5 separate regions of the Sus scrofa genome follow, and all the other regions are linked to region 1. A link is a contact called in public Hi-C and targeted proximity ligation data. All regions are on one chromosome and are shown on one strand. The core of a region is the stretch at or near the end of the contact, and the rest is flanking DNA. Distances in the headings are between cores, read along the strand shown. Region 1 has its middle 110 kb from the start of TSPYL5. Region 2 overlaps CPQ (carboxypeptidase Q). Region 3 overlaps CPQ (carboxypeptidase Q). Region 4 overlaps CPQ (carboxypeptidase Q). Region 5 overlaps CPQ (carboxypeptidase Q).

Region 1 (5,791 bases), core at 1,259-3,758:
TACATTACTGGCCCAATAACAGAACACCCAGGCATGAGTCATTAAATTCAACCATTTCTGGTTGTTTTATTTTTTTTTTTGACTTTTAGTCATTATGTATGTATTTTTTAAAACAGGATGTTAGAACACATTCAGTTTGACCATTTGTTCATTTTCATTTATCGTGTTTAAATATTTAGGCATATCTAAAACTTTCTCACATTCAAGAAGCTCAAGAATAGCCAGCCCCAGACTGATCTGCTGCCCTCCGCTCTCCTCATCCAAACCTCCCAAATGTTTGGTGGGGCAGACTTGGGTTTGAAAGTGTGAATACGGTAGATGTCTCATGCACAGAAGTTACCCTCATGTGACAAACCCCTCCATACACTGCAGCCAGGATGTTATTATGCATTACCAATCTGATTGGGCATCCGCCTGTGTGGCGCCCTTTGGTAACTTCTCTTTGCACTTGGGATCAAGTTCACACGATGAAAGTCCTGCATGTTCTAGCCCTGTCTTCCTTCCTCATCTCTGTGTCTATACTGCTCTTCCTCTCTTCACCCTGGCCACACTGGCTTTCATTCTAGTATTTCGGACATCCTCCCTCCTGCCCCAGGACCTCTGCACGTGTCCTTCCTTCTCCCAATGAAGTCTTCCTCACCGCTTTCCTTGACTAGTTAACTCCTGCCTGTCCATCTCTAAGGCCCCTTCTTCCAAGAAGCCTCCTTTGAGTCTTCAGACTGGATAGATCCCAATAATAACCCAACTAAAACTTACTTTGATGCTCGTGTATAAAATTATTGTGTTTGCTCTCCAATAGGCGGAGAGGGAAGCACTTCACATGTAGGAATTCTTTCCATCCCACCATAAGCTTTCCCCTCCATTTTTACAAGTAGAGGAGTCAAGACTTAGACAAGGTCAGTCACTTGCCCACAGTCACATTATTATTACCTAAGAAGGGAGGCAAGATTTTAATCAGGGCTGCCCAGCCTCAGAGCTTATATGTCTAACCTCAATGCCACGTTTTCTCTGTAAGGGCTCTCATTCATGATTTCTTATTCATCACGCATGTTATGAGGTTTCTGCTGGGTGCCGGGCACTGGGAGGCACTGGGAATAGAGAGGTGAGCCGTAAGACAGCTAAGGTTTCTAGACTAAAGGAATTTTGTTCTAGTGGAGGAGCAAGGCCATAAAAAGTAAAACCTGTGATCGTTCTATCACAAGTTCTGTGATAGAACGGGAGGAAAGTCTGCTATTGAGAGGATGAACTCAGACGGTCTCTCTAAAGAGGGGACATTTGAGCTGAGTCCTGAAGGATTATGGGGCAGAGGTAGCTAATTGTCCTTCAAAATCCATTCTAACTTTTTTGTTTGTTTGTTTGTTAATAGTAGCAGGCCCCCTAAATCTTAGCTAAATGATATCGTCCACCCCACTTTAGGATGTAGCTAGGCAACTAAGTTCTAGCTAATGGATTGTAACCAGAAGTGGCATGAGAAACTTCCAAGAAGTCTCCTTAACCAGAGCTGAGGGGGGAGTGGGTAGGGAGAGGCATGCCTGTCTCCTCCCACCCCCTTTCTTGTTGGAAGGTTGAAGCAGCAGCAGCAGACTTGGACCATGAAGTGAACTTGGGGATGGAAGCACGCCCAGCAGAGACGCAAACAGAAAGGACTTTGAGTCCTTGACCCTGTAGAGTACGCTACCAGTCCTGGACTGACTCCTCCAGGCACACTTTATTGAAGTCGTACATCCTATTGCACGGGAACATCTTTAAGATTCTGAAGATTTAATACAGCTACTTGGGAAGTGTACACTATAAGGTTCAGGCGAAAGCTTTTTGTTATTATCATATATAAAGCCAGATCATTTTGAAATTTATTTTTTATTAAAATATAGTTGATTTACAATGTAGTGTTAGTTTGAGGTGTATAGCAAGAGAATATATATATATATATTCTCTTTCAGATTCTTTTCCCATATAGGTTATTACATTTTTTTTTTCCCTTGGGCTGCTCCTGTAGCATATGGAGGTTCCCAGGCTAGGGGTCGAATCAGAGCTGTAGCCTCCGGCCTACGCTGGAGCCACGGCAACTCAGGATCTGAGCCACGTCTGCAACCTACACCACAGCTCACAGCAACGCCGGATCCTTAACCCACTGAGCAAGGCCAGGGATCAAACCCGCAACCTCATGGTTCCTAGTCAGATTCGCTAACCACTGAACCATGACGGGAACTCCCCCACATAGGTTATTACAAAATATTGAGGATCGTTCCCTGAGCTCTACAGTAGGTCTTCGCCTATTTTATATATGGTAGTGTGTATTTGTTACTCCCCTCAAAATGATACAAATGAACTTATTTACAAAATAGAAATAGAGTCACAGACACAGAAAACAAACCAAGTGGGAAAAGGCGGAGGGGTGAATAAATGAGGAATTTGGGAGTAACACGCAAAAGCTTTTAACCACAGTAGTGATTGACTAAACATCCTCAGGAAGTCATTACAGACCCCTTCAGCTACCTCTGACTCCCAGTCACAGGAAATGGCTGGTTTTCCTTTCTCTCTGGAAGGGTTCGGAAGGCGTTTGGCACTCCGGAAGGGCCACTCACTCGATCAGATGGCACCTGCCAAACTGACATAGATAAAAACTGCCACAATACAAATCTCTGAGAAATCCCTCCATGGCATATTAGCGATTTCACAAACACATTTACAAGCTCAGATAAAGCTTTTGATGTCCCTGATCTTTGCACTTCCAAATCGTGGCTGAACAAACAGGAATCAGTCTTCTTTGAAAGCCTTCAAAGCAGTGAAATTGCCTAAATCAGTTTGTTGACTATTCTCTGAGTTTCAAAGGTCAGGGAAGCTTTTCTGTTTGTTCATCCTTCCTCTGACACTTTCACATTCTCTTCCAGGTACTTTTGTCCTAGGAAATTTAAATCCATCATTTATCTGTTGATAGAAAAGTTTGATTTCCCAATAAAGCCTTCACCAACTTCTCCAAAAACTGAAAATGATTATTTTCAAAGCAGTTGTATAAACCTTCTATTAGGAAATGGTAAATAGAACTTTACCAGAATGAAGATAAATGAGTGAGGGTGGAACTGATTCTTTTAGCAACACATTTAAAGCTCATGCGGTCACAAATGTGTCGTTACGTCAGAAAATTCTGTGTAAAATCCAGTGTGCTGAGGTTCCTAGGTTACTATTTGTGTGAACTTGAGGCTTGATCATGGCCTCAATCATAAAAAGGATATATGATTTTGAACCTGTTTTTGAGAGGTTTTAACTCAGTCATCAGTACATGAGAGTGACTCTCAAAGTTAGGAAGTTACTATGTGTGGAAATGAGTTAAGAGGCTGAGCTTTGGCGTCTTCAGTGTTCTATGACCCTCTTGATCGGGATTCCCTAGGTAAGTGAGAGGAATACAGTTAAACTAACTTCACAAAAAAAAAAAAAGAAAAAGAAAAAAGAAAAAAAAAATCCCAAAGGGTGTCGGGGGGAGGCAGGAGGTATCATGTGAACTCAAGGTTTTCCTATAGTGAGGCTTCAGGAATTAAACCGGAAACTCTTTCCTGCTCAGCCACACTTCCCAACATTTTCCACCTCACAAGTATTACATAAAATGATCTATCTATGCCCAGAGGGATAAAATAATGAGGATGCACCACACAACGGGAAGTGACTTACTCCTTGGCATACTGATCAGCTACCCAGATAAAGCCCTTTCTTTAGTCTCCCAATTCCCGAGTTCCTAGGAAACAATCATGGCCAATGTTTATTGAGCCCTGCTATGGGGCACTGTTCTAAGCACTGTACATGCATTCCATTCACTCATTAAATCTTCACACAATCCCATAAGTTAGGTATTCTATTTTCTCATTTTACAGACAAGAAATTCTAGGTATTCAGAGGATTACCTAGCTCAAGGTCACGTGGCTAGTGGTGGGGGACAAGTACGTGAACCTCCTTTGGCTCCAGTTTGCCCTTAACCCTCCCATTATCATGCCTCTATTGGACACTATAGCCGTCTATAAAAGGATGTGAATTGATTGGCTGAACTTGAGTTAGGTGCCCATCCCTGAACCAATCAAAGAGTGAAGGGGGTGGGATCACCCTGGAGGCGGCAACCTGGTGTTCCTGCTACAGCACGTGGAAGGAGAAAGGAAGAGGTGAACTTTAGCAAACGCTCTTAGGGAAGGGAGCTCCTTGGGCTCCGGTCTCTTTTGAGAGCCCAAGACTGACTTTTATTCTCTTCAGTTCATGGTACATTATCATCATCGTATTTCTCATGTTTTATTTCATCTTCTCTACTTGTGTTCTCCTCTCGTCCCCAGAGGCAGCCATTCTACTCTGGTTGTTAGGATACACTCCATTTACATGTGTTTTTATTTAACATATATTATTGTTTTGTGTGCATGCGTTTTTAATATATATATATGATTTGGGGCTACAGATCCCATTTTTTCGTCTTCCTGTGCCATTCTGTCTGGTGTTCATAAGACACAATTTTGTTGCCACGTTTCCGGCTTCTTGCTTCCAACCACAATGCATAGCTTTTTTTTTTTTTTTTTTTTTTTTTTTTGTCTTTTTGCCATTTCTTGGGCTGCTCCCACGGCACATGGAGTTTCCCAGGCCAGGAGTCGAATCAGAGCTGTAACCACCAGCCTACACCACAGCTCATGGCAAAGCTGGATCCTTAACCCACTGAGCAAGGCGAGGGATCGAACCCACAACCTCATGGTTCCTAGTCGGATTCATTAACCACTGAGCCACGATGGGAACTCCAAAAACGCATAGCTTCTGATGTGCCTACATCTTTATTTTCCTCCAATCCATGTCTGGTCCACTCATGGGCTGGTGGGTTCTATGGCTCGGTTCACCCAACTTGATAGCTTTCTTTTCCAGAAAGGCCCCTCACTGCCTGGTGGAGAGTCTTTCCTCTGTGCTCTCACAGTTCTCCATGTTTGCCTCCCTCCAGACAGAGGCCACAGAGCAGCTTGGTTACAGGGGCAGGATGGGGGCCCAACTGTCCAGACTCAGAATCCTGACTCTCTCACTTACAGATAGCCAAGATGTGTAGCCTCTTGGTGCCTCCATTTTCTTGACTGTGAAATGTTAACCACAACTAGCCATGGGATTGTTGTAAAGATTAAATGAGAAAAATGTGTGAAAAGTGCTAAGAACAGTGCCTGGTACAAATTAAGTGCTATTTTGTACTTGTTATAATAGCATATGTTGCCTATATTGGAATAGTCTGTTTAATTGTCTGTCTACCCCACCAGACTGTGAAATCCGTGAGTCCAGGGACCTTGACTTTTCTACCTCTCTGTCCCAGAGGCCCATATATTGCAGGAGCCCTGGGCATGCTCACTAAAGGATACTCTCTCTTACTCTTACTCCCTGGTTTGACATGGCTGCAGGATTTGTACCTAGAAAACAAGTAGACTGCGGAGAAACTAGATAGCACAGAAAATATAGCACCAGCTGCCACATACAGCCAGGAAGCTCAGCAGGACATCCTTACCCAGGCAGCTGTAGGAACTTGCCTGGAACACGGCCAGAAGCCAGCTCTAGGTCATATGCCAACCTTTCCTGGCTTTGTGCATATTGACCTCAGCATCTTCATCTGTAGAATAGGACTAGTAGCACATACTTCATATTGTCTTGAGGTCTAGAGGAGGGAACCATTACCAACTTCTTAGAACTGTGTCTGGCATGGCCTCAGCTGACAATAGATGTTGGCTCTTCGTAGGGTGATTATCACCAAATTGGTCATTCTTACAAAGAGAGTTAGAAGATGCCTCATTCATTT
Region 2 (5,791 bases), core at 1,525-4,024, 220 kb before region 1:
CCCCAACTTAAACAAGAAGTCTCATGCTTGATCTACATTTTCTAAGACCCGCTCTAGCCTCAGCTCATGCTGTCTCTTTGGAAAAGGTACCCCTGAATTCTCCAAGCAAAGCAGATTACTTTGTTCTTGGCTTCAGTGGCATTCTGACTGTATTTGTCAGGGCACACATCACACCCTCTTGCAATGCATCCATTCATTTTCCCCACTAGACTGTGAGCCCAGGGCAGGGACCACATCCCACTCAGTGTGTACCATGAGCCTTGCGCTGGTCTGAATCTGCTTGGTATACTCGATACCTGCTTATTGAATCTAAGAATAAGTGAGCAATTCTGTGTTTGCCATATTAACTGTGAATAGGCACGGCTCAAGAACCATTTAAGTTGCTCAAGAACCATTTGAGAAGTTAAGAGATAATGTTGGGATGTACTAAAATCTCACATTCCCAAATTTAAAATCAGATTTGTGCCTTCAAACTGTGCTGCTTCTCAGAGGTATTCTTGGGTGACTTGGAAGAATTCTAGGAAATTGAGGATATTATAATTTGGGAGATTCCCAAAAGAACTGGATTTTTCTAACTAGAGGCATCACTCATATTTTAGTATCACTTTTGTGTAGATTTGCTGTGATGTTGGTGTGGGCTAAGCTTTAGAAAGAATAACTTCAGCAACAAAATTAACTTAGAAGTCCAGTTAGGGTTACAGTAAGAAAGCCACATGAGATCATTAAGTAATTATGGGCTCTGGAGTTAGCCATAGCTGAGTTTGAATCCTAGCTCCTTCACTGACTAAATGGGCAAGTTATTAACTTCTCTGAGCCTCAGTTTCTCCACATTAAAGTTGGGATAATGAGGGTTGTGTGAGGATAAAACAAGGTAGGTAATGCATATAAAATGTGTAGCATGGAGTTCCTTCCTGTCATGGCTCAGTGGAAGCGAAGCTGGCAAGTAACCACGAAGACGCAGGTTCAGTTCCTGGCCTTGCTTACCGGGTTAAGGATCTGGCATTGCTGTGAGCTGTGGAATAGGTCTCAGACGTGGCTCAGATTCTGCATGGCTGTGGCTGTGGCATAGTCCAGCGGCTGAAGTTCCAATTCGACCCCTAGCCTGGGAACCTCCATATACCGCAAATAAATAAGACAATAAGACACATAGCGTAATAGCTGACATGTAGCAAGCTATTAATAAATAGTATCTATATTTGTTGTTATCGATCATCACAGTTAATATAATGCCAAGTAAGTATTGGATGGTTGTCTAAAATAACCTGAAAAAGTTTAGTGAGAAACATTGGGGAGGGATTGGGATTGGGCATAGAAAATTCAGCAGTCTCGGAAAGCAGCGGTACTTTTCTTCACTGAGCCCTGTTAAATTGAAAGATTGTGTTCCAGCAGCCAAGGAAAAGAGCAGCTATACGAATCATTTCTTATGATCTAAAGTTCATTAGCTACTCCATTTAGCTGTTAATGTTGTGAGGCCATCGGTGTAAATAAATGTGTTATTTGGTAATGGACCTGTTTTCTTAACAATTATAATATATTGTTCTCTCCAAATGCTATCATTTAACTCTGGCATTCTGCTAATTAGTCAGCAGATCAGCCTTCAGTGTGGTTTCAGTATCTCATCCTCTCATCACATTTTTCTATTAAAACATATGGAGTTGGTGTCATGGGCTAAATTCTGCCCCTCCCCGCCACCCGACGCCATTGAGGTCCTTACACCCCAGTACCTCACAAGGTGACTGTATTTGGAAACAGGGCCTTTAAAGGGGTGATTAAGTTCAAATGAGGCCTGATTTTGACCCCCAATCTAATTGATGTCTTATAATAAGAAGAGTTTGGGGCACACGGAGAGACACCAGGGGTGCCTGCTCACATAGGGACAGTCGTGTGAAGAGACAGAGAAGGAGGCCATCCGCAAGCCAAGGAAATTGGCCTCAGGAGGAACCAGACCTGCTGGCACCTTGACCTTAACCTCACAGCCTGTGAGAAAATAAATTTCTGTTGGTGAAGCCAGCTACTCGGTGGTATTGTGCGACGGTGGCCTCATCAGACTAACACTCTTGGCACTGAGGAGCAAAATTCACTTGGGACTTTCTGATTTTATGTTATTCCTTGTAGTTTATAAAGCACTTACCACACACCTCATTTGAACCTCACCCAGTCCTATAAAATAAGTGTTATTATTTACTCCATTTCTCAGAAGAAGCATTTGGGGTCAGAGAGTCCATACAAACACAGAGCTGCTCAGAGGGCGGGCGGAATTTGAAGCCAGGCTACTTGATTTCAGTCTCCTCTTTTCTCTCCCCGTTACCATGAGTGTAGCGTGTGCACCTGCCTCTTCTTTTGTAGTTTAGGCACCAGATTTGGTAGAAGAGAGTTTTGATACGTTACCACTGGCAGGTTACCATGGGTGACTGCGGATTTCTGCCTAACACTGGGGTGAAGCAAACAGCAAACTTTGCCAAATCCAAAGAGTGTATTTTTACTTAGGACTCAGCCTCCAGCATCTAGTGCCTTTCAGTTTGCTGTCACTGTCCCACTGAACATGAAGCACGTAATAGCGACATGTCTATTGGTGTGTTTTATTTGGAAAGCCATTCCATGTGCTTAGATCAACTTTTTACTTGTTTATTCCTTCCATAAGTTCATGTGGAGCACCTGTTAGGAGCCGTGGGTTTGGATCTCAGTTTCTAAAGTAGGCAGGGGTCAACGCGCTCGGCATGGAGGGATGTGGCTGAACAGAACACAGCTGGCTCTTGAGGCAAGAGGGTTCTCCTTTCTGTGAGCTTACATTATTGCATCATTGCTGAGCTGAAAATACACCGTCCCCCACCCGCAAGTTAAACTCTCAGCATTCTTCTTCATTCTCAGAAACAGGCCTATGGAAATTTGAAAAAGCGTGCCTCAAAATAATATAGTCAGCAATCTGATAGAACTAGTCTTATGCCATCTTAGTGTATTGTCATAGGCATTCATAATTAAAGTTGTAACAGTTTATTCCTCTATGGAAATATCTTGGGGGACAAAGTAACTAGGCAGGAAGGGGACATTCAAGTAGCAACTTTGATTTGGGATTTCTTTCCTATTATTTTTAGGCTCCAATTGAAAAGAAGTTTTTGTGTTTTATATTTTTTTCACCAAAAATTTTACTGCCAGAAATGGAAAATGCTCCTATTTCTTTCCTAAGAGTAGCAATAATTTTGGTCGTCATATTTTTAAATTAATTTTTTTTTAATTTAAGAAACCTTTGTTATTCTTGTTTGACAGCAGAGTCTGTAACTTTAATTCTCTGGCCATCTAATTAGAAAGATGTTTCCTAACTATGATCAGCATTGGAATTGGTCCAGAGCCCATATTTATAAAACAGTAACTATGACAACCCATTCTTCCTAACCAGGATCAACCCTTAATACTTTCCCAACTGTCTGTTTTACAAGATGACATAAGTAGAGGGTTTGGAGGAAAAAAAAAAAACAGCTTTGGGTGATAATCAAAATGCTTTTTGCAAACAGAGCCTTTAAATCTGTTTGTTCAGCAGCATGTGATTCGGACAGTGGGAGTTCATCAGACTGCAAGGATTAACCCTCTAATTTGTTTCTATTTTTCCTTTTGGAAGGGGATAGACCGCTGTGAATTCCATGTACTCAGCCTGAGCTGCCAAACAGGATTGGAAACTGACTAGTGGCCGAAACATGAGGCAGAGATAATCCATTATTTTCCTGTTCCTCATGACCTTATGTAATAGGGTTTTGTTTGGTTTAAAAAGAAGTAAAAATATATTACAACTTTCAAACCCATGTCCCTCCGAGCCTGAAAGGCTTCTATGTATTTCATCCTTTTCTGCTTAAATAGAATGATACTACTGATCGATAATAATTTTAACCAAATTCCTTACAGTGATCTCCAGTACAGAAAGGGCTCTTAGGTGAATACTTATCACAGATCACAATACACTTGAAAAGCCAATTTGTTTAGGTGAATGTGTCCGTGATTGGTCTTGATGAGACCACTGCACGGGGTGCAGAGGGCTCAGTGTCCAAGGCAGGGTCAGAACAGGCCTCTGATGCTCGATTGGATGATACATCCCATAAAGTTAGCTGACCTTCACAATTGCAGTAGTGGCAGGGCTCTGCAATGGAGACTGCTTCTTACCATTGACCCCTCTCCTCAGTCCATGTCCATCTGTCTCAGGGAGAATAAATTCCTTATGGGGATAGTGGAGTTCAAAGTGCTGTCTCTCCCAGCCTCTCCCAGAGCAGGCCTATCTTTCTTTGGCCAGAAGTAAGTAGAAAGTAGTAGGCTGCAGACTTTTGGACAAGATCTCCAGGTGTTATTGCCACTGGATGCATCTTAGCCCTGACTCAGCTGTGGGGACAGGACTTCTCCATCAAAATCATACCAAACAGCTTAGTGGCACAGGGCATACTCAACCAGGTTGACTTTCTTTTAGCCTTTCTTCCCTTGGATTCTATATTATCCTCACTTGATTTTTTTTGTTTATTTGTTTATAGATCATCTCTCTGGAAATCAGCATTCTAATCTGAAGGTTAAAAGTAACACATTAATATTAAACTGAAATTGTTACGATTATGATGCAACATGGAAAACACAGGATCCTGGCCCTGTGTAGTCAAGGTGCATATCAAAGGACTACCTTTAGTGAGCCCAAACTTTTGCATCTTCCCATATACAGAAAGTGCTTCCCATATATAGAAATTCAACTTGAGATGCCATAAGGTAAATGCTCCCCCCTTACTTCCTCAGAATAGTCCCTCAGAGCTATCTGAGGCTGTGTCTTGGGCTTAGGTCCTCAGTATGTTTGCCTAATAAACTGTACTTTCAACTTAAAAAAAATTATGATGCAACAAAGTATAAGGAAACTGCAAAATATGAACCTGAGTCATTGAATCATCAGTACCTATGCAATTAAACCCATGGTCTGGGTGTTTGGAGAGAGTACATTTTTAATGTGCTGTCCCCCAAGAAATATCTCCTTCTCATCCCTGCAGTGGCATTTCCACCAGAATGACTCACCTAGATCCTAGAACCCAGTCCATGGGAACATTCAGTCTCCATCTTCAACTTCTATTTCTCTCTGTTTCCTTCAGATGTTGTCTCCCATGGTTCCAGTATTAATCTTAATCTTACTATTTTTTTCTATTGTCTCCAGTAATACTTGCTTGTACATCCATCTACCCACTCATCTACCCTTCCATCTTTCCATCTGTCCATCTATCTAAACATCCAAACATCATTTATTGAGTAACTACTATGTGCATTCAAGGCATATTTTCAAAGCGTCGTTATTTCCTGGTCAGTCTAAGAAAACAATGAAAGGTTAGATGCTATAGTCGTAGTTGGATTCTCCAAAAGCAGAACCATTATAGGTTCATGCACTAAGATGTGGGTAATTACTGCAGGCAACTGTACACAGTCCTGCTTGGGATTTTTTGAGACACTTGGTAGACATGCTTCAGAATTGTCCCGCTGAAAGATGGGAAAGCCAAGAGGTTTATCCACTGATGTTTGTCTTCACTGGTTGAAAGTTACTTTGGGGGCATAAAATCCCTGACTTTTTCAGGATTCCCTCCTAGTAGGCTTTTGGTGCCCAAGAAAGCTCTTGGGCAGAAAACAAGGGCATGAACAGGTTCTGTTCCCCAAGGCTGCAGGGGAACCCAGAGGTGGGCCCAGGAGCTATGGGGTGAGGTATCCAAAGCATCTGCTTCAACCTCTGTGGCATCCCAACTGCCTTCAGTAGAAATGCATGAAGAGTTTCCCAGTTTCCAGTAAAGTT
Region 3 (5,791 bases), core at 2,049-4,548, 190 kb before region 1:
TCCTGTCTGGATTACCTGTGTTACTTTAGGAGCTGATCCTGATATAATTACTTGTAACCATGGAAGCAGGGCTGGTTTCTTTTGACACATGGCATGAGTGCTAACAAGTCTATGCCGAAGCCTCATTTCCTAAGAAGCCATCGGGCAGGGCAGACCCTTAGTGCTTCAGGGCTCCTATCTGGTACAGAAGGCAGAATGGAACACAGTCCTGTATTTCTGTTTGGTTATTGTTGCTCTAGGGTATTTTTACATTGTTGAATATTTCACGAACTAAAATAGTGTATATATAAAATAAAGATAAGTAAACTGTGGTGCTAGGGGACCGTGCTACTAGGCTTTACAGATGTGGGTAGTGAAGCAGGAGTAAATGAATTAGTGTGCTCATTTTCTGCTCAGCATAATTCTTTAATCTTTAGGCAACAACCTGGAATTGACCATTCCAGATGCCATATCTGTGTGAACAAATCTACAGAACCTTCCATGTGTATAAACAGAATTAGTATGGATTTTATTTTTTCTTAGAGAATCACCAACTTATCTATTTCACATTTTGGACCAAAGCTTTATAGTCTATTTTCTCATTTTACCTATTAAAATTGGAGGAGGGGAGTTCCCATCATGGCTCAGAGGTTAACAAATCCGACTAGGAACCATGAGGTTGTGGGTTTGATCCCTGGCCTCGCTCAGTGGGTTAAGGATCTGGTGTTGCCGTGAGCCGTGGTGTAGGTCAAAGACGTGGCTCAGATCCCGCATTGCTGTGTCTCTGGAGTAGGCTGGCGGCTACAGCTCTGATTCGACCCCTAGCCTGGGAACCTCCATATGCCGCGAGTGCAGCCCCAGAGAGACAAAAAAATAAAATAAAATAAAATAAAATAAAAATTTTAATTGGATGAGGAAGTTTAAAATAAAAGACAAAAAAAGGAGGAAGTTTTGAACCATGTTTAATAATTTGTTTAATAATTTTGGATTGTATTCACAAAAAAATTTGGTCTAAATTTATTTTACTGTCCTGGTTTTGGTTATCAGTGAAAAAGCTTGATAAATCATTTGGCTACATTTGAGGATGTTCTATTCGTTTTAATTGGGTGAAACTCACTTATAAAACCTCTGGAGTCTGGTGGCTTGGTGTGTGTGAGAGAGAAGGAGAGTACTTTGATTTTTTGATTGGATTTCCTAAGGCTTATTGATATTTCCAGGTTTTCTACTTCTTCTTGAGTCAATTTTGGTGATTTTTCTTTTTCTAGAAAATTAGTCCTTTGGGCACCTAAGTATAATTTTTAAAAATTGTTATACAGTCTTTCCATAAATTAATTCAATCTGCAATGGAGATTTTATTTCAGTTGTTGATTTCATGGACATTTTTAGCACTATATTCCTCCAAGTATTTTGGAACTTGGGTTTGCTGACTCATTCTGAGTAGGAAGTTTTAAAATTCAGCTTGGGGAGTTCCTCTTGTGGCTCAGCAGTAATGAACCCAACTAGTATCCATGAGGATGCAGGTTCGATCCCTGGCCCTGCTCAGTGGGTTAAGGATCGAGCATTGCTGTGAGCTGTGGTGTAGGTTGCAGACATGGCTCATATCCCAAATTGCTATGGCTGTGGCTGTGGCCAGCAGCTATGGCTCTGATTTGACTCCTAGCCTGGGAACCTCCATGTGCCATGCCCTAAAAAAACTGAACTGAACTGAAATGAAATAAAAGAAAATAAATTCAGCTTGTATTATTGTTTGTATTGCCTTCTCTCCCTCTGGGTTCATTTCTTTCTTCCTGCCCACCCCCATTCCGAGGTTTTGATTGCTTTCACCTGCCCCGTGACATTGCCAGCCCAGAACTAGGTTTTACTGTATCAGCCACCCTTGCTAATGGTGATAACGAGGATCGTGTATTCTGTTAACGAAGCTAGTGGGAGGCTTGATTCAGTGCCTCGTTCAGATTCGTGTCTTTGTCCAGTTCTCCTGCACAGGCTCAAATGTTTCATAAAGCTTTACCTCCTGGCATGTTCCTTTTGTTTCCAGCCACCTCTCTTGAGCTCCACCCTCTTGCTCGCTTTCATACAGTTAGTCTGGCTTAGATTCTCCTATCTCCAGTGAAGTGAATTTTAAATTCTGAACTTTAAATTCTGTCTCCGTATAGGAACAGAGTGCCCAGCAATCATGGCTGGCTTCCTCATCTGGCGCCCTGCAGCCCTGGCTTCAGATCTACTCATTGCCTTGTGATTCTAATCCATTTCTAGTCCACAGGGATGTTTATCTGGTTTTTTGGAGCCAAATTACAACCTTTTGGTTCTCCCTGTTTATATTTCATCTCTAATTGCCACATGTTTGGAACAGAGGAGGCTCATGAAGATGTGAATTTGCTGTGCCATGTTAAAGTCTCATGATTTACTTTGAGATGTGATTTTATTTCTGGTCCTAATTTCTTACCTATAGCTCTCTATGGTTCTGACCTTCAAAGAGTTCAGAAGGTTAATCTTTTTTTAATGTGTTGGTTGTTTATACTCATCATTTGAGAGAAAGGGAGTTACATCATATTTAGTAGAGAATAAACATGCGGAGGTTCCTGGGTCAGAGACTGAACCCGAGCCAAAGCACCAACCCGAGCCACAGCAATGAAAACACCAAATCTTTAACCACTAGACCACCAGGGAACTCTGAGAGTAAATGTCTTTCATGGGTTTATGTGACTAAATTGTAAAAGTCAAAGGAATTAATTGGAAATTTGTTTTTATTGTGTTATGATCACAAAAATGAATATCTTAAGGAACTGAACTAGCTTGATTCTGAGTCAAGTTTTGTTACTAAATAAAAACAAATCAACTGTAGATTTGTTGATTCTCTACCATATTTCAAGTCTTGGGAGAACACATGTGAAGGAAGTAAATGCCACTAAGAGAGGTAGTTGTGGGGCCTCAAGGCCTCTTCAAGGAGATGAAATTCAAAGCCTCTGACCAAGCATTGTAATGTCCCTTCCCCAACCTTGGCAACCTGGCCTCCTCTTCTTGCCCCCTACTAGGAAAAGTATGTGGCCCACTCCTCAGTCCTCCCCTATAGGGGCAATGTACACCCCCAACTAACCAGCAAGTGGATAGGAAGAGCCTATCTTTTCCCAGCCAATCAGGAGGTCAGCAGATGTATCATAAGACCTCTCGTCTCTCCTGGGCTATAAAAACAGACAGGACCACATGCCCTGGGTCTGCTCTCCCTTCCCATCAGAAAGTCATCCTCCTGCACAAGCAGCATCTCTTAGCTCAAGAAACTCTTCTTTCTCTTCACCCTGCTTTGGGTGAAGAAATTCTTCTTCTGATTCATGTGCACAGACCACAACAATAGTGTGTTTCTCAGCCCAGGGATGGGGATGGAAGGCAGGCTTCTGTCCTCTCCCCATTAGAAGTACAATGAGTCAGGAATGGGAAACTTTAAAAAAATTTTTTTATCATACTTAATTTATAATGTTCTGCCAATTTCTGCTGTACAACAAAGTGACCTAACTATATATTTTATGTGTATACACACACACACACACACACACACACACACATTCTTTTTCTCACTATCCTCCATCATATTCTATCACAAGTGGCTTAGTTCCCTGTGCTATACAGCAGGATCTCATTTTTATCCACTCCAATTCAATATTTGGCGTTTATTAAGCCCAAACTCCCTGTCCATCCAACTCCCTCCCCCTCTCTCTCCCCCTTGGCAACCACAAGTCTGTTCTCAAAGTCTATGAGTTTGTTTCCTTTCTGAAGATAAGTTCATTTGTGCCATGTATTAGATTCCAGATATGTGATATTATATGGTATATTTCTTTCTCTTTCTGACTTACTTCACTTAGTATGAGAGTCTCTGGTTCCATCCATGTTGCTGCAAATGGCATTTTGTTTTTTATGGCTAAGTAGTATTCCATTGTGTATATATACCACATCTTCTTAATCCATTCATCCATTGATGGACATTTAGGTTGTTTCCATGTCTTGGCTACTGTGAATAGTGCTGCTAGAACATAGGGGTGCATGTATCTTTTTCAGTGAAAGTTTTATCTGGGTATATGCCCAGGAGTGGGATTGCTGGATCATATGGTAGTTCTATATTTAGTTTTCTGAGGTACCTCCATACTGTGTTCCACACTAGTTGTACCAATTTACATTCCCACCAGCAGTCATGGAGCGTACCCTTTTCTCCACACCCTCTCCAGCACTTTTTATTTGTTGATTTGTTAATGATGGCCATTTTGACCTGTGTGAGGTGGTACCTCATAGTAGTTTTGATTTGCATTTCTCTAATAATTAGTGATGTTGAGCATTTTTTCATGTGTCATGTGTCTGTTGGCCATCAGTATGCCTTCTTTGGAGAAATGTCTATTCAGGTCTTTTGCCCATTTTTCAATTGGGTTGTTGGTTTTTTTTGTTGTTGAGTTGTGTAAGTTGTTTGTATATTTCAGAGATTAAGCCCTTGTCTGTGCATCATTTGAAAGTATTTTATCTCATACCGTAGGTTGTCTTTTTGTGTTTTTTTATGGTTTCCTTTGCTGTGCAAAAGTGTGTAAGTTTGAGTAGGTCCCATTTGTTTATTTTTGTTTTTATTTCTGTTGCCTTGGGAGATTGACCTAAGGAAGCATTTGTATGGGGGATGATGTCAGAGAATGTTTTGTCTATGTTCTCCTCTAGGAGTTTTATGGTGTCTTGTCTTATGTTTAAGTCTTTAAGCCATATTGAGTTTATTTTTGTGTATGGTGTGAGGGTGTGTTTTATTTTCACTGATTTACATGCAGCTGTCCAGTTTTGCCTGCACCACTTGCTGAAGAGAGTATCTTTTTCCCATTTTATATTCTTGCCTTCTTTGTTGAAGCTTAATTGGCCATAGGTGTCTGGATTTATTTCTAGGTTCTCTGTTCTGTTCCATTGGTCTGTATGTCTGTTTTGGTACCAGTACCAGTAGTCTTGATGACTGTAACTTTATAATATTATCCAAAGTCAGGGAGAATTATGCTTCCTACATTTTTCCTCCTCAGGATTATTTTGGCAATTCTGGGTCTTTTATGGTTCCATATAGATTTTTGGATTTTTTGTTCCAGTTCTGTGAAAAAAGTCATGGGTAATTTGATAGGGATTGCATTGACTCTGTAGATTGCTTTGGGTAGTATGGCCATTTTAACTATATTCATCCAATCCAGGAGCATGGAATATCTTTCCATTTCTTTGAATCCTCTTTAGTTTCCTTGATTAGTGTTTTATAGTTCTTAGCATATAAGTCTTTCACATCCTTAGTCAGGTTTATTCCTGGGTATTCAATTTTTGGGGGGTGCAATTTTAGAAGGCATTATATTGTTATATTCTTTTTCCAATATTTCATTTTTAGTAACAAAAATGCAACTGATTTCTGAATGTTAATCTTGTATCCTGCTACTTTGTTGAACTGATTGATCAGTTCAAGTAGTTTTTGTGTGAAGTTAGGGTTTTTTATATATAGTGTCATATCTGCATAGAGTGACAATTTTACCTCTTCTCTTCCAATTTGTATACCTTTTTTTTTTCTTTTGTCTGTCTGATTGCTGTGGCTAGGACTTCCAATACTAGGTCGAATAAGTGGTGGGAGTGGGCATCCTTGTCTTATTCCAGACCTTAGCAGGAAGGATTTTAGCGTTTCTCCATTGAGTATTATATTTGCTGTGAGTTTATCATAAATGGCTTTTATTATATTAAGGTGTGCTCCCTCTATACCCACTTTGAGTTTTTATCATGAATGATGTTGGACTTTGTCAAATGTTTTTCTGCATCTTTTGAGATGATCATG
Region 4 (5,791 bases), core at 1,983-4,482, 170 kb before region 1:
ATGCACAGATCCTAAGTGTGTGATGAGATGAGCTTTTGCAAACCAAGGGCACCTGCATAACCAGTACTCAGGTCAAGAAGCAGAGCATGACCAGCGCCCTCTTCTCGACTGTGCCCTCTTCCTTTATTTAAATTTGTAATTTATGTGACTTGATATTTATATATTGCATTATCTAGAAATCATGCCCTTCCTTACCATGGTCGACCATTCTCCTGTTTTGCTTGTTTTGATATTTTATGTAAGTGGAATTATACATAATGTATTATTTTCTGTCTGGCTTTGATTCTTCGCTATGTTCATGAGATTCATGCATTTATCATGTTTCTTCATCCCCACTGCTGTGTAATGTTCCAGGGGTCAGTACAATACATTGTTATTCTGTTGCTGACAGGTATTTGAATAGTTTTCTTGGGGCGGGGCAGGGGCGGGATTGATGCTATTACGAATAGTCCTTGAATGTTCTGGTACATCCTTTCTGGTGAAAGCAGCCGCACACATCCATTCCTGTTGGTGTGTAGCTGGGAGGAGAATTGCTGGGTCCCGGGGTGTGTATGTGTTCAGATTTAGCAGCTAAGCTATTTCCAGGGTGATTGTAAGTATTTATACTCACACTCAATGTTTGAGTACTCTCGGTGCTCCATCTCCTCACCAATATTTTGTGTCTTTTTCCATTTCGTTATTCCAATGGATATGCACTGAATGGGGTTTCATTTATATTTCCTTGATGGTAATGAATCTGAGCAACTTTTAGTATGATTACTAGTGATTTGTGTATCTGTTTTTGTGAATTGTCTTTTCAAGTCTTTTGCCCATTTGTCTATCACTGGACTCTCTTTTCATTACTGTTTCATAGGAGTTCTTTACATAATCTGGCTGTGGGACCTTCACTGAATATAAATATTATAAATATTTTCTCCTCCTCTGTGAGTTGCCTTTTCACTCCTCAGTGGAGTCTTTTGATGAACAAGTATTCCTAATATTTTAAAAGTCCAATTTATTATTCTTTTCTTTTATAGCTTGCACTTTTTGTGCCCAGTTTAAGAAACCTTTGCCTATTGCCAGTGACAGAGCTGTTCTAAGATTTCCTCTAACATCTTTATTTAAATTTGCAATTTATGTGACTTGATATTTATATATTGCATTATCTAGAGATCAAGAGACATACTTTCAATGTGGATAACCTGTTAACCCAGCATCATTTTACTTGGTTTTTACTTTGTTTAAAAGATGTCTATAAAATTTAGTCTCCTTGAAAAAGCACAATAATTAAAAAAAATTAATTACCGTTCTCACTTTTTCACTTGAATGCAATTTAACACATGTTTATTATTTGTCTGCTGGAATTTGAGACAGTTGAGAATATGGTTAAGATTTTGAGATCCATTTTTATGTCATTTAGGTTTTAAGCACTCTAATGACGTTGTCAAACATCCATCAGTAATAAACCATTTTTCTTTAGGACCTAAAATTATATTAATAAAGAGAGGGACAAGGTGGGATATTTTATTACTATTACAATGATCTTATACCCTTTATGTAAATGCCTGTGTACCATGTTTATGCTACTAATGATATAGATCTTTTAAGACATAAAAATAGAAAAGAAAATATAAAAGCTTCATTTCTGTATTTGGAGTGCCTATGAATGCCTCTTCTTTGATGTCATTTCTGCTTAGCTTTTTTTTCCCTCTTTTTATTATTTGTTCTAGGTCGTACTGGTCAGTGGACATCTGGACAGCTGGGACGTCGGGCAGGGTGCCATGGATGATGGTGGTGGAGCCTTTATATCATGGGAAGCACTCTCGCTTATTAAAGATCTTGGTAAATATTTAGAAAGTCGTTAACCAATGTGTGAGGGTGGCAGTGGTGACATGTTTAACTCAACACACACAATACTCAACAGATTAGTTACTGTGGAATGTTCAAAGGTCCTTTTGAGGCCGGTGTGTTTTTTGTCAGTTGATTCTCAGAAAAGAACTCATTTGTCCCCTTAAAGAAAGAAAATTTTATTCAAGTGTCTGCTGGATATCCAAAGTAGCAAAGATGATCAGCCACTAGGGAAAATGAACAAGCAAATAAAACTGTAGCAAATGCAACCGCATCAGCTGGAGACTTTGTAAGAAAGTCATAACCAAGTGCAAAGAAAAATCAGCAGCTCCCCCGCTTCCTTGTCCTTGTTTATCTTTCCAGACATCTTCAAGCTGTTAGCATAGCTTTGCTGCTGTCGTCTTTCCATGACGGAAGTCAAGGAGAGCAAAGCAGTCCTGGAGGAATGATTCCTTTGGCTGCGATAAGGAAGCTAGGATGAAAAATGGAACCTTCCAGGTTAACCTAGACGTGGGAAAGAAAGATGGACAGCCATGAGAAGGAAGGGCTATTTGGGAAAGCAGTTTATTCTGATGATCCTATTGCCAACAAAAAAACCCCATACCTTTCCTCTTTGTGTGCTGGTCGAAAGGTGGATTTTGAGTGAGATGGGAAATAACGAAACAACCTGAAATGAGAGTTCCACGTCTGAACAGACCAGTGGTGGTTTTGAACCTGCCTCCTCAACGGAATATTTTAAATTGTAACTGTAGAGTAACCTCAGTTTCCAGTGTAGTAAAGATCAGAACCTTCCCTTTAGTGAAAGGTTTACACTGCTTCCTTAAGTACACATGCGTTTAAATTCATGCTTTTCCTTTGACTTCTAATGAACCTTTCTAATCCTAAATCAGCCCTTTAAATAATTGTTTCTCTGAACAGTAGACGGCTGAAATTGTCTTGGGGCAAATCTTTAGAGCATCATTTTTATTCATATCTTACTAGTGTTTTATTTATTTATTTATTTAGTCTTTTTGCCTTTTCTAGGGCCACTTCCCGCGGCATACGGAGGTTCCCATGCTAGGGGTTGAATTGGAGCTGTAGCCGCCAGCCTACACCAGAGCCACGGCAACACAGGATCCGAGCCAAGTCTGCGACCTACACCACAGCTTGCGGCAACGCCAGATCCTTAACCCACTGAGCAAGGCCAGGGATCAAACCCACAACCTCGTGGTTCCTAGTCGGATTCATCAACCACTGCGCCACGACAGGAACTCCGCTAGTGTTTTAAACATGGAGAAATGGAAAGGTGGTTATGCATTTTTTTTTTTTTAACTTCTAAATAGGCCAGTGTCTCTCAGCTTTGGCATTACTTGACATTTGGGCCAGATAATCCTTTGTTGTGAAATCTGTCCCTTGCATTGGAAGCTGTTTAGCAGCATCCATGACCTGTACCTACTAGATGCCAGGAGCACCATTCCCCCGCCCCCTCCCGGTTGTGACAACCAAAAATGTCTCCAGACATTACCGAATGTCCCCTGGCAGGTGGTGGGTGGAGAGGGTAGCATGTAAAATTGCCCCACAAAAGCAAACTAAGAAAAATCTCGGAGAAACCTGAATTTAGGGTCACTTTGTAAGAAAATAAGACAAACTAATGGGAAGCCTTACCTTGTCTATCCTTGCAAGTTTAGCATCAGTACCATACTGAACAGCTACTATTTGAAAGCGCTTTTAAAAGCTGGGTGTACAGAAGCATGTCCTCTGTTCTTCAGGCCCTTAGACTGAGAATATAGTTGGAGACGTACATATGTACCTACACACATAGTTATTACTAAAGGCATGATAACAAGTCTGCTTGTAGAATTGGGTAAGGTTTGCACGAGAGCCATTGTCCACCAAATAAAACCGAAAAACACTCAGTCCTTCAGGGAAGATCTGGGAGACTCTGTATGTGAATTCTTTCCTCCTCTCCCTTTAAAAAAAGTATTCCTGTGGCTATCTGTTCTCTCTGTCATAACTTCATTCCAGAATGAAGTGGGCCCTAGAGATGAAGCAGGCAGGTACCATTTTCCTCTTCCTAGGACACAGATATTTATTTGAAAGTTAATTTTATTTTAATGGGTTCCCACCAGCTTGACTGCAGGCAGAGTGGTAGTGTAAAAGGAGAGCTGGACCCATCTCAGTGGGATTTTTAGGTCATTCTATGCCACAAATTACTTTTTTGGCCCCTGGAAGGTCATTTGAACTCCCTGGACTTTGTTTTCTCCATTTCTGTTCAACTGCTAGCTTCCAGAGTATTTTATCCACTCTAGATTGGAATAAAAATTGTGCCTCTCTAGGCTTGGAATCTTACTTCTTTAGTACTCAGCATGGGACCCTAAATCACTGTTAATTGAGTTGAATTCAATTGCATGAGTAAATGTCAAACAGCATGCAAAGGTGAATTGAGTATCTTTTTCCAGCTCTGAAAGTACATTGACTTCAGTTGCTTTTGATAGCTAGTAATCTGTCTCCATCAATTCAGGGCTTAACTCTCCGATAGCGTTCTGAAAAGCTATATAAACATGAATAAAACTCTAAAATAAAGAGGAATATTTCTTTTGAGTAGGTGTTAAGAGGCAGCATGGCATACTGTAAAAAAAAAAAAAAGCAAAACAAAACCTCTGAAACCAGACTGTCTGGGTTCAAATCCCAGCTCTGCAATTTAGTAGCAGGTGGTCTTAAGCAGGTTACTTTGCCTTTTTGTGGCTGTTTTCTCATCTGTGAATTGGAGGTAATAATAGTTCCTATCTCATAATGTTGATTTGAAAATTAAATAATCAATTCCCTTAATAATTAAAACAGTGCCTAACCCAATCCTAATACTCCATAAATTTTAACTTTTGTCATTTACTAAGCATGACTCTGACAGTACCATATTTTTTATGTAGGAGAGGATTATATGTATTATATATGTATGTATATATATGAAATGTGTGTATATAATATATATTATATATATAATACATCTATATTTTTAACTCCCACCCACTTAGTGATTGCTTTGCCTTCTAACTCAATGTATTAGTTGTACTGATATAACTCCAGGGCCAGCTGCTATGATATCCCTATATATCCTTTCCCTTTATTATTTAAGTCACCACCCCTTGTATGATGGAAATCCACTGACCTCCTTCACTTGTTTTCCACTTTCATACTAAATTTGTAAGAGTCTGAATTTCTCCTGGTCACTTCCTGCTTCCACTTCCTACTCGCTAAGTGCACACTTCCTGCTTCCACTTCCTACTTACGCTGAATGCACAGAACCCACGAGATACCTCATATCCTGCGATTGCACTCACTAAGTCTTACTCTTTAATTTTAAAATTAGAATTAGATTGTCAAGTTCTTTTTGTAGATTGTCCATGTGTTTTAATATGAAAAACTAGATCTGACATAGACATATGCATTCTAGATGAAACTTCTGACATACTTGAGTAAGAAATAGGACTTTGGGCTAGAGGCCACAAAATGGGTTCATAATTATATTACTTAATTACATTGAGCCCAAACTATTTGGTTGGTGACATATGAACTCTCTATGGCAATCTATTTTTCCAAGAAAAGTGAGACTCCTTTTGGCTGCTGTTCCTTGGACAATATGTCATGCAGAATGCATGTCAAAGTCCCTCAGTGGGGCTTGTTAATTTGAAGTGTTGGTCCAGTGGGACTTTCTGATATTTAGGAATATTGTTCTAAGAGTCATCCTTCACGTCTCTTCCCCTTTGTTCACTTCTTTCACTACTCATTGTAGATTCACTCTTTTGCCCAAGCCATCAGCTAAAACCATATTCAGTTAATCTAACAGAAGAGGTATCTGTGCTTTGCAAATAAAATCAGTCATTCCTAAGTAACTGTCAACAGAAGGCTATTTGCTGTGAAATGCTGTTGAATGCTTTTTTGTGTTTGTGGTTTACTGGACATGAAACTGTTTATTTGAAATGTCATT
Region 5 (5,791 bases), core at 1,331-3,830, 140 kb before region 1:
GCCACACTGTGGCATATGGACGTTCCCAGGCTAGGGGTCGAATCAGAGCTAGAGCTGCCGGCCTACACCACAGCCACAGCAATGCAGGATCCAAGCCGAATCTACACACTACACCACAGCTCAGGGCAACGCCAGATCCTTAGCCCACTGAGTGAGGCCAGGGATCAAACCTGCATCCCAATGGATACTAGTTGGATTCGTTTCTGCTGCGCCGCATCAGGAACTCCATGCCTACTTGAGATGTTCCATAAAATGTGCTGACAGTAACCACCAATATCCCAGGTACCCTCTGCAGTTTGAATCCTGAATACTTTCCCCAAAAATGTATGGTGAGGGAAGCAAAGTCTAAATAAGCCCCACGATGCTCTAACAGAGTCTGTCAGCTGGTCTGAAATCCTTGTACCTGTGGGATTTTGAGGGGTTATTTGAAGCTGTCAGGAAGAGGCTCTCAGAATTTTAATAAAAGTGAAGAAGCAGTTTTGAAACCAAGAAAACGGTTCCTGCTTGCACAGGGCTAGAAGTAACACTGAATAGGAGTAAAAGCATCTAAAAGCGGAGTTGCTTTTTCTGAACCCTCCTGTACACAAGTCCTGCTGTTCCTTAGGTTTCCCCAAACTGATCCCAAAAAAGGTGTCAGGAGCTTGAATCCAGCAGACCCTCTTGCAGGGGGATCTGTTACTCTACGACACCTGTTAGGGTCAGTTAATAGGATGGCAGGAATGATTCTGTGTACCAAGAACCGCAAGGACAATGAAACTGAGGCAAAGTACAGTTGTCGCCTTTTAAATATTTGTCCTGCTTGCAGAATCCCAGCTCTGATTCCTTAGACCAAATTGCAGCTCAGCCAAATGTAGTTGCTTCTACCCCATATGAGTTGGTTACGATTATTTCTCTCCCTTTCTTAGAACCCCTGGGAACAAACAAGAAAAAGTAATAAGAACAAAATACTTATTAAAATGTAAATATGGTGGCTGGATCCCTGATGTGCGATGCTGGCAGCCCAGGAAGACCCAGGTGTGCAGGCAACGGACTTATCTGCTGGCAGAGCAGCCAGGCCTGGAAACTGACAGGCTCTGAAGGGAGCCTTTTGTTACCTGACTTCAGTGGCAGGTTGCTGGCTCATTCCCCTGCGTGGAATAGTTGAAACTTGTCTTTCAACTAAAAAGAGAACATGGGGGCAGAGATGCTTTCTTCATTTGGCAACCTAAGTCTATTAGAAAAAAAAAAAAAAGCGCCACTGCAAAGTAGCAGGAAAGCATGAAAAATGCTTTATGAAGAAACATAAAAGAAAACCAGAGGAAAGTGTATTCAGCCTTGGTCATTAAAAAGCACATTCCTGCTCCCCATCCTGATTCTTCCTCCCCTGCCAACAAAGTTTGTTTGAAGAGTTTCTTTGGTAGAACACCAGATGCACCCCAAGTATACAGATGTCTGTAACAGCTGGTTCTGGAATGATGGGACTCGGATAAGGAGAGACAGAATTTTCTACTTCATTTGGACTTTTACACAACAGTTTTCTGTGTGGCTTAATTTTGGGCATCTGACTGTTTTGACCAAAACTGTGTAGTATTTTTTCAGCCAAAAAATTTTTTCAGAGCTAGTGTCTTCCCACTGGCAGCTGATGAAAGCGGGTCCCCCCCCCCGCCCTTGCAGAAATGCCACAGGTGGTGCCGAGAATAAAATGACACATGGATGCCACCGAGAACTTGCTTGCCTCCTGACTCATATTTTATTTTCCATAGAGAGGCTGTTTTCAAAACTGACAGTGTCTGTAGCCTGGTAATGGAAGATAATGATTAGCATACCAAAATCGGAGTCCTCGCTGTGCTTAGAAAAAAATCCTTTACTTGCTCAAAAGCCCAAGCAGAGAACCATGTCGAAAATGACAAATGCGTATCTGTTTTCAAAGTGGATTGAGATTTCTCAGGCAGCCAGAACACAGTTATGCTTTTCAGTCTAAGGTGATCTAATTCTTGAGGGAACCTTCATTCTGGGCAATGACATGCGTTTTCTAGATGGGAAGAGAAATTGTTATTGCTTGTAATAAAGAACAGGCTGTCTTTCTTCTTCGGGAACCTCAGGGGGATGAAGCAAGTTTTAATAGTATAAAGACGTGGGCTGCGCAACACTGGAATGAGTCTTGTTTATTTACCATCTAATGCCCGTGGTCTGTTTGGTACAGAGAGATTTGCTTTGGTGCTGTGAGTTAAATGCTGGAACAGTAAGACTCTGGCTTAGATTAGGCAGCTGACTCAAAGTACCCCAGGTTCAAGGCTGAAAAATGGAATAAATCAGCATGGTTATCACACAGTGCCCTTGAACGCCTGGGTGGCTGGGTGGTGGGTAATGAACCATCCTCCCTCCTTAGGTCCTTGTGGGGTCCAGGCCTTCAGGAGATGACCTGGCATGTGGATATTTTTTTAAAACCTCTTTATTGCCAGTTGTCATCTGAAGACTCTAAAGACAAAGTTAGTTGCCCAGAACAATTTGATGCTTTGTGCCATGGATTCCCCAGTACCCAGAAATAGCTTTAAGCAACATGATAGTGAGTCAGGCCAAGAAGAACTGGGAAGCTGAGATCGATAGCCCGGTCAACTCTGTAATACTGTGTTGATTTATGCTTGGACATTCTAGACAGTCAGCCTGTACAAATGTGTACAAATGTACCTGCAAGTTGCTGCCAGCATGGTCCTAGTGCCAAGAGCGTGGCTCTTCTCCTGGACTGGCTTCCTCACTTTTCAGTTTCGTGACTGGCTGAGAGCATATTATTCTTCTTGGGGTCTTATCAGTGTTTGTCTGATGATATCATGTCATCATCTTCATCAGATGCCTGTGCTGCTTCCTTAATCCCCACGTGAGTCAGCCCCCCCGGCCCCGTGGGCTCGCTGAGGGGCCCACAAGCAGGCTTAAACTGTGGGCTCTGGGCCTGGATTCAAGTTCTGCTTCTGCTATTGTTATATATGTGACCATGAGCGAGTTGCTTCATGCACTTCCCTAAACCTCAGTTTCCTGATCTGTAAAATAGGAAACTAATAATACCTGCAGCCTTATGTTACTGTGAGGATCAGTGGAGAACAGTGAAAGGAACTAAAGCACCTGAAGTGCTTAGCAGACTGCCTTAGCACAGAATAGTAGGCACTCAGGAAATGCTAGCTTTCCTTACATAACCTCATTAGCAAACGTCTCTATTCTCTGGTTAGTGTTCTTCTGTCCACATCAGGGTCAGCATGACACTGCAGAAGTCTGTCTGGTTTCTGTTTCAGGTGGGCAGCATGGTAATATGATAGATTTCTCGAATACGGTCCATACAAAGTTATTATGAAATATTGACTCTATGCTCTGGGCTGTACGTTACATCCTTGTAATGGATTCACTATGTCACTTTGCTGACCTGGTTGGCTCTCAGGTCTGAGCAGCAGCCCTGGCTTTGGACCCCATCCAACCCTGTGCACAACATCTCTTTACTGTCCAGCCAGAAGCCTCCTAGCCCCCGTGCCCTGGCAACCTCACATGGCCTGCTGCTTGGGCCCCAAAGATTAGCCCCTGAGCACTTGCCCTCCATCTGCACAGACTCTGTTCTGGTCCTTAGCAACCACGATGCACCTTCTGAGGCCTCAGAGAACCAGGCCAGGTGGACACCTGCATCTATGGATTCTTGGAGTCTCTGACAAATTCCAGCATTCTCTCTGCTTGGTCCAGACACTTTCCACCTCATCTCCTCCATGTCACATCTGATTCTTCCTTGTCATAGAGGATGGATGCAGGATCTTAGGACTGAGTGTGGTTTGGTGTTGGCAGGAGGGGCTGGGAGGTTCGGAGTAACCCAAGAGCATCTTGGGTTTGTGACAGTGCTATTTATAGTCATCAGTTTTTATTTAAGGAATTTTTTAACTCCTGGGGGGGAAAAAGGATGTTCTTTATTCTGTGTATTCTTTAGAAAGAAACACAGGTTACCATCTGTTTTTTGTCTCTTGCAATGGGACTTGAGAATGTCTATGTCATCTCTATATCACTGTGTCCTAGTCATTTTGCTTTCTGGATTTTCTTAATTCTTGATTAGTTTTCTTCTTTCTCTTGTTCTTTTGTCCATGCATTTGCTCATCCATGCATTAAACCAAGCCCTGCTAAGTTATAATGAATGTTGAGCACTTTTCTCAGAGCACCGTGTGTAGTGCATAGGGAGAGAATAGGCACAGTAGTGGCTCAGAGCCTGCAGCTGACAATATGATTTGTGCCATTTCAGTGATTCCTGCAAGCAATGGGCTGGTGCTCTTTGACTTGCTGTTATGCTTTGTGTCTGCCTTTGTCCAGCCTCTTTCCTTCCCCACACTTTCTGTGTATCTCAAACCTGTTATTCTGAGGAAGGTTGCCCTGGAAACTTGAGGAGAGGTTAGAAGGTGGGGACCTCGTAGAAGTCACTAGGAAGATGTGAAAACAGGCCTGGTCCTCCAGGGCAATGATACCTGTGACTTAACACTGCTGACTCCGTGCGTGGCCGACTCAGTGAAACACACACCAGAGAGCAGCTCAGTTATTTCCTCATGACCTTGAAGTTCAGGCCCCAGTGACCCATCTTTGCCTTTAGTATTTGTCCTGAATTATTTCTGTCTTTCATATGTCAGAAAACAGTCTCAAAATAAGAGAGAGTCTTGATCGGGGTGGTCCAGTTGACAAGGCACAGACAATGGGTTCATATCCAGCCTCTAGCACTTAGCAGCTCTGCGACCCAGTGCAAGGCAGTTACGTTCTTTGAGCCTTTGTTTCTTAGCTGTAACTTGAGGCTATCAGCCTCAGGGATTATAATACTCCCAGGTACCATAGCACTGCTGTGAAAATTAAGTGAGATAATGTCTGGCAAGAACTTAGCACGGTGTCTGGCACTGTGGTTAATACCCGGTAAATCCTGCTCTCCTCTCTCCGCCAGCCTCACCCCCTGCACAGCTGACCAGCTGTCTCTAACACAGCAGCAGTGGAGCTGTAAATACTTTTCACTAGGATGGAGTCACTCTCCACCAGTCCCCTCCTCGATCAGCTTTCTGCCCTCCCTCCAGATCTCCCTGAATGCAACTGTGACTCTCCTTCTGCTATAATCTCCCTCTGTAGAAACAGTGAAACTTTGATGCTTAAAAAAAAACAACACTTTTTTTCTGAATACTTAGAGCCCTTATACTGTGCTTGTGAGTTTTTGTTTTCCAATAGGACTTAGTGTTGACAACAAAAATAAATATATTTACACTTAGAGCTTATTTTTCACAATAACCTTGACAGTCGTATTTTCTGTATTTGAGAAGCCTTCTGATTTTTATGTGCAGGAGATACATTTTTTCAATGTGTCTGACTGGGTGCTAGGCTTATGGTTTTTTAGATGTCATTTGAATATTTCTGGAGCTCAGGTCCCCCAAATGCAAGTGAGTCTTCAGCAACCCATGAGCAAGATAAGGTATTCTCTTTCTCTGTCTCCTCCTGGTTATTTTAAGTTGGTGATGATTCTTGGACCCAAGACTTTTGCCATTTCTGTTGCCATAAATCTGGATATCAAGTGTTGTTCAGCTCCTGAAGTCCTAGGGCTTGACTGCTTATTTCCATCAGCCTAGGAAATGTCTTTCTTCGCATTGGTCCTGATTCTCACCCCTACTGACCAAACACATTTCTCCAACTGTCTATGGGCCATGTTCTTGCTGCTCTGTCTCTTCAAATTGGACAGATTTAGATGGAATTTGAAGGTGCTAATGTGGACTCCTGAGTAACGGGACAAATACAGTAGCTTTGTTAGCGAATATTCTCTAATGGG

The links. Hi-C and Micro-C count contacts between places; a contact is called where the count stands out from the background.
Region 2: a contact with region 1 is called in a targeted proximity ligation map of alveolar macrophages. A contact is called at or near these places in 1 of 47 Hi-C or Micro-C datasets (liver) and 1 of 2 datasets of targeted methods (alveolar macrophages).
Region 3: a contact with region 1 is called in a targeted proximity ligation map of alveolar macrophages. A contact is called at or near these places in 1 of 47 Hi-C or Micro-C datasets (embryonic fibroblasts) and 1 of 2 datasets of targeted methods (alveolar macrophages).
Region 4: a Hi-C map of liver shows a contact between it and region 1, with 4 times the contacts expected there. A contact is called at or near these places in 1 of 5 promoter capture datasets (liver), 6 of 47 Hi-C or Micro-C datasets (embryonic fibroblasts, liver and skeletal muscle) and 1 of 2 datasets of targeted methods (alveolar macrophages).
Region 5: a contact with region 1 is called in a Hi-C map of liver, with 2.1 times the contacts expected there. A contact is called at or near these places in 2 of 47 Hi-C or Micro-C datasets (liver and skeletal muscle) and 1 of 2 datasets of targeted methods (alveolar macrophages).

Annotation. Positions count from the first base shown.
Region 1 is chr4:39,470,933-39,476,723 of Sscrofa11.1, reverse strand. No RefSeq gene overlaps it. Among named protein-coding and RNA genes, the nearest start is that of TSPYL5, 110 kb to the right of the region's middle.
Region 2 is chr4:39,688,349-39,694,139 of Sscrofa11.1, reverse strand. All of the region lies in intron 3 of CPQ (carboxypeptidase Q), which reads left to right. Among named protein-coding and RNA genes, the nearest start is that of CPQ, 160 kb to the left of the region's middle.
Region 3 is chr4:39,659,703-39,665,493 of Sscrofa11.1, reverse strand. All of the region lies in intron 3 of CPQ (carboxypeptidase Q), which reads left to right. Among named protein-coding and RNA genes, the nearest start is that of CPQ, 190 kb to the left of the region's middle.
Region 4 is chr4:39,638,947-39,644,737 of Sscrofa11.1, reverse strand. CPQ (carboxypeptidase Q) reads left to right here. Exons shown (of 8, transcript NM_001243691.1): 4 at 1,710-1,821. Among named protein-coding and RNA genes, the nearest start is that of CPQ, 210 kb to the left of the region's middle.
Region 5 is chr4:39,609,895-39,615,685 of Sscrofa11.1, reverse strand. The region is part of intron 5 of CPQ (carboxypeptidase Q); the gene reads left to right. Among named protein-coding and RNA genes, the nearest start is that of CPQ, 240 kb to the left of the region's middle.